Regions from separate parts of the Danio rerio genome. Here region 1 is linked to region 2. Evidence: chromatin contacts called from public HiChIP or PLAC-seq data. All regions are on one chromosome and are shown on one strand. Each heading gives the region's core, a stretch centred on a gene start, on an enhancer-like site or on the middle of the called end of the contact. The rest is flanking DNA. Distances are from core to core; before and after follow the strand shown.

Evidence for each region. HiChIP or PLAC-seq counts read pairs in DNA pulled down with a chosen protein or histone mark.
Region 1: an H3K4me3 HiChIP or PLAC-seq map of embryo shows a contact between it and region 2, with 2.6 times the contacts expected there. The contact joins the promoter of gna11a here to the promoter of tle2a in region 2. A contact is called at or near these places in 1 of 18 Hi-C or Micro-C datasets (an unstated tissue) and 1 of 4 datasets of contacts at active chromatin or transcription factors (embryo).

Annotation. Positions count from the first base shown.
Region 1 is chr22:21,749,111-21,751,810 of GRCz12tu, reverse strand. gna11a (guanine nucleotide binding protein (G protein), alpha 11a (Gq class)) reads left to right here and starts at 1,261. Exons shown (of 8, transcript NM_001045036.2): 1 at 1,261-1,396. The coding sequence starts at 1,261.
Region 2 is chr22:21,468,670-21,471,387 of GRCz12tu, reverse strand. It overlaps tle2a (TLE family member 2, transcriptional corepressor a), which reads right to left and starts at 1,375. Exons shown (of 20, transcript NM_001130604.2): 1 at 943-1,375. The coding sequence starts at 966.

The DNA.
Region 1 (2,700 bases), core at 12-2,511, 280 kb before region 2:
CACGTAATTTTGGTAATGGTTATTTTTTACAGACAGTTACCTGTTTAGAAAATAAGATAATATTAAGAATTTACCAGTATTTTCCTCCAAACTTTTCCCACATGGTGTCGATAAAGAGCAAGAAATCACCTGCTAATCTTGAAGTTTATCACTGACAATAACAAGTCCCTTTAACTTTGTACGCAACGGAAGCGTCGCTTTAATAGTATGTGAAAGGTCTAAATAATAAACATTTGCTTTTATGCGCTCTTAATATGTATTATTACCTCAAATTATGACAGAAATTGTATGAATAAATTAGCTAGATATGTTTAAACAGGAATGGGCGTTGTCCAGTCAGTCGAATAGCAGGGTTTGTGGCGGGACACGCCCCGCGCGCTCCACAGCAGTTCTTCCACCAACCTTGCCTCCTTCCACGCCCCGCCCCCTTATGCGCTTCTCCCTCGCATTGGCCACTCTCCCTGTCACTCACGCTCGATTTTCCAGCTGTCGCAGCTCCAGGTTTGTGTGCGACTCACACCGGACTGGACGGTGCGATCATCTGGAATTTTTTTTCACTCCGTCGATTTTTGGTTAGAGGGTGAAGCCCGCACCTGTGTCACCATTTCCAGTTTTCCATCCTTCAAATATTCCGCGGATGCAAAGAAATGAGCCGTGAAACCAGCGCGTGGACTGTAAATAGAGATTCCGGCTAGCTAGCAGGTTAGCCCACCCCAATTAAGCTAGTTAGTGCGCTTAGCTAATTAACTTTTGAGCTTTTGGATGCTCGAAATCAAGTGTTCGCACTGTAGGCAGTGTTTTGTGCACACAGAGCGTCTGTAAAAGCGCATATGGCTGTCTTCTGCCACCTGTCGCCGTGTGTTAGCTAGAGATCCCGGCGGCTGATGGACAGTGTTGCGGTGAGTCTGGGCACTGGGGCGGTTAGCTTAGCGAGACAGCAAAGGACAGCACGGATGTCGTGGCAGGCTGGTTTGTCCCTTCGGGACTCTGGTTGGTAGTCATCAGATTTTTTTTTATCAAAAACGGGGCTCGAGTGGGTCTGATAGTGGAGATCTTAAGATTCACATCTGGCCTCCGATCTCATCCAGTCTTTGGCCTTGTTTGATAGATCCGTTCGGTCTATTTCGTTTCATCGATTCTGTTTTAAACGCCATTCGCCCCCCAAAATCCATCCCGTTCCTCTTTCGACGCGGTTGCTAAAGGGAAGCGGGCCGCAGAAGTGTGTCAGATCGGGGGTTGGGATCTCCAAACGCTGTGGTGATGACTCTGGAGTCCATGATGGCCTGTTGCATGAGTGAAGAGGCGAAGGAGTCCAAAAGAATCAACGCCGAGATCGACAAACAGCTCCGGAGAGACAAGCGAGATGCCAGGCGGGAGCTCAAACTCCTCTTGCTGGGTAAGCGCATCTCTTGACAGCTGCTGCTCTCTCATCGACAGGGTTTGGCATGAGGTTGGACTTTAAAGGCATAGTTCACCCAAAAATGAACGTTTGCTTGCTTTTTACTCTCTCTCAAGTGCTTATGAGTAAATAATAGCATTTGAAGAAAGCTGAAAACATGGAACCATCGACATCCTCAGTAGGAAAAACAAATACTATTGAAGTCAGTGGTTACAGGTTTAAATCTTTTTTCAAAATATCTCCCTTTGTGTTCAACAGAATGAAGAAACTCAAAAAGGTTTGGAACATGTGAAGGCACAGTAAATGATGACCGAATGTGCATATTTTAGTAAACTCTCCATTTAAAGCTTATTGTTTGTGATCTGATGCATGCATAGCGATGCTGACGAAGTGTTTAAGTCAAAATTGAAATACATTTGGTGAATGTGATTTGCATTGTTATTTTGCAGTATTTGTTGTGATTTTAAAACAATAGCTCAAGGCTTAGATCCAGCTTTCCCATGGTCATGTAAATATTTTCTACCATACATTTTTCAGATTACATGAAGAACAATCCTAAAAAAGGGAATTTTGGCATTGCAGCATCATAATTTATACAGATAATCTGAATATAAAATGGCAAAGATGTGCAATACGGTTTCCCAAAACTGAACATTGTCATCATTAACTTACCTTTCACTTGTTCCAAACTTGTTTGAGTTGCTTCTGTCGAACACAAAAGAAGATACTTCGCAGAATGACAGAAACCGATAACCATCGATGTCCATAGGTTTTATTTTTCCATCTATGCATGTCAATGGTTATCAGTTTCCAGCTTTCCATCTTCTTTTGTTTTCAACAAAGGAAAGGAACTCAAAGATTTGGAACCAGTTGAGGAAGAGTAAATAGTGAGTACATTTTCATTTGTGTATTAACTTTAAGCGTGCATGAAGAAAAATATGAAACATTGTTATATACAGTAGTGAATATATGATTTTAAAAAAAAATGTACGTTTGTTATTTATATCCAGAGTTTATTCAGTGGCTATAGGAATATGAGTTTGCAATTATATTTTAGACTAGGGCTGGGCGATTAAATGAAAAGTAATCGAAATCGACATTCAGAACATATAATCAATAAAAAAAAATTAATTACTTTCCCTACCGCATGTGAAGTCACCTGACCACGCTCTGTTAAAGGCTGAGGTGGATTTCTTGTCAAGTTGGACGATGGACCCATTCTTGAGCCTTACTTTGCACTACATTGACGATGATTGGAAGCTGCGCTGAGATACCTTGACACTTTTCCATTATGTTAAAAT
Region 2 (2,718 bases), core at 126-2,625:
CTATGTAGTGTGCATCTCCTTCAGATCACGAAATTGCACACCCCAGTGGAATCTAATTTCCATCCCTTAGGAAATGAATGTCAAAGCATTCTTGGGGAAGGTTAGGGGTGCTGGGGGAGGGGTGCACGGTGACTGTAGGGAAATCTCAGGAAGGATTTTAACACTTAGTTTGATTCAATCAGTCAGGCGTGTTCAATGATAAATGAATAATTTATTAAATAGTGGTCAACAAATATGTTTTTTTAACAGTCAATAACGTCAATATGATAACTAGAGTCTATGGTTGCCGAAATAACACCACATAAACATGATATAAACATTGAACACAGAAACCAGGCTAACACTTATTTACCATACACTATATATTCTGACAGAACTTTTGAGACATGAGAGATCTAATGCACCTATTAATAAGCCAAGCATCTTGATTATTCATACTTGTGAAGTTTCAAGCTTCTTTGGGAGATGTTACATGCCATAAGTTAAAAAAATATATATGTAAAAATAACAAATCAATACGAGCATTGTGGAGGTTCATGTAGTACTACAATCTGATATTTCAAATGAAATGTATGAAAAGCTCTACTAAAACTTGTAGTAGCTACAATTCATCACGAAGTACAACAGTACTAAGATCTGCCTACAATATGACGTGGTACAACAATAACATAATGGAAAAGTGGTATCCAACACAACAATTCAATTCATTTAATGCATTGTTTACCTTGAATTTTTGGGACAGAAATCAGGCTAATTCAAAAGCACATTTTACGGTCTCTCGCTTATATCCAATCTTAATTGCTCAAATTGCAATCCACGTGAACGTTTAGCCAAAATGATGAGACAAAGGATACAAACACACTTTGTTTTATCAATGATATGCACTAAAGCGCATTGCGCACCAAGCAGACGGTCATTTTACTGAGTAGTGAGGCAACTTACCGGAGGTCGATTCTGGGGAAACATGGTGAATAGCGTGGTTTGTTGCGGTTTGAGAATCGTCTGTTTCGATGCTGTGTTAAATGATGTTTCGAGAGACTTTGCGCCTTTCTCCAGGTCTCAGAAGAACATTTGGCCCTGTTTCGGCGGCGCCAGGCTCGGCTCGCGCATTCCTCGCTCAAGACTCCCTTTGTTCTGCTTTATCGCGCGATACAAGATGCGCCCAGTCCGGTATCGAGTCCCTCAATACGATGCACCTCGAAATATCAGAATGCACGCGCTCGGCCTTCAGAGCTCCCCCGCCCTTGATGTGCTTTACTAATGAAAATGATAAAGAAACCAAGTGGATGGCCAGCTATCGTGCTCCCAAGACGCGACACTCAACGCAGCCGCAGCTTCTTTTGTCTGCTTGTCTCTCTCTCCCTTTCTCTCTCTCTCTCTCTCCTCATCCGCTCCTTCCTTTCGGATCCTCAGCTGTTTTTCAATGGGACATGCGAGTTGTTTTCTTCAAGAGAAACGCATGCCCCCCCGTGCAAAAAAAAAAAAAAAAGAGAGAGAGAGAGAGAGGGCTTGGCTTGTGGTAACAAGAAGCAAAGGGTTAAATTCTCAAGTTACACTCATTTTAGGCTGCGGTGGAAGTAGGAACCCCTAAAATGCATGGATTGATTTGTTTATGTTGCCCTATGTGGGGCAACAGTAAACACGTGATTAGGAGAAATGATAGAAAATATGGTATAAGAATTGTTTGCATACATTTCATGTTAATATTCTGATATGACGACGGTAAAACTGCCAAGTACATATGCAAAGTATCAAGTAAAGCTGTATGACTAAAATACACAAAATATTCAAGAGAAATATTGGACATATTCAAAAATTCTGTGTTTGAATTATGAAAATGACTTATTTAGCTTTCACATACATGTTTTTGTCACATCACAACAAAATGGCTACCTGCATCTTGTTAAACACCAAACTTGATATGGCAGATAAAGCATTTCAAATATTCATATGAGTGTTTTTAAACGCTCTGTTTTGAGGAAAATGTTACAGTTTGGGCTTCAGAATTTAACATTTATATTTTAAGCCTTTACAAACACAATTTAGACATTAAAACATCTTTAAACGTCTGAGAATATCAATGCATGTTATCCACATTTGTTTACAAGTTGCCTGTTGTAAGTTGGTAGGCCCACAAAATTTCACAAACACAAACGTCAATGACGTCATATGCAAAACAAAATGCTAACAAACACATTAGTAACGGAATGGAAGGAAATTCATTGTAAAATACTACACACAATTTACCCAGTAATTAGGTTATTATCAAAGTACATTGAAATGGAGGATATCTGTGTTTACTGCAATGCAGATAAAGAGAGCCTTTGTCATTTATTTTAGAATGCAACATTGTAAGCAATTTCTGGAAGGATCTAGCCAAAATATTATCAACATGACAAAACTTAAAAATTTAATTTTATCTTAATTATATTATTTTTATTATGAAAACAAATCCAACCAAAGTCTTCCATATATTGTTAATTTCTTTATTTAATTGGGAAAAAATTACATACACAAACAGAAATTTGCTAAGTCATTTCCCACATAACGTTTTTATTTTGTATCGAGTTTAACTTTTTTATTTCTACTGTGAAATTGTTTTTAAAAAGCAAAAATCTGAGATATGTATCACTTATTACAACACATTTTTGATTCCTCTGTTAATTTTTTAAATCATTGGATGAAGAAATGCTAAACTTTTTTTGTGGAGTTATTTAT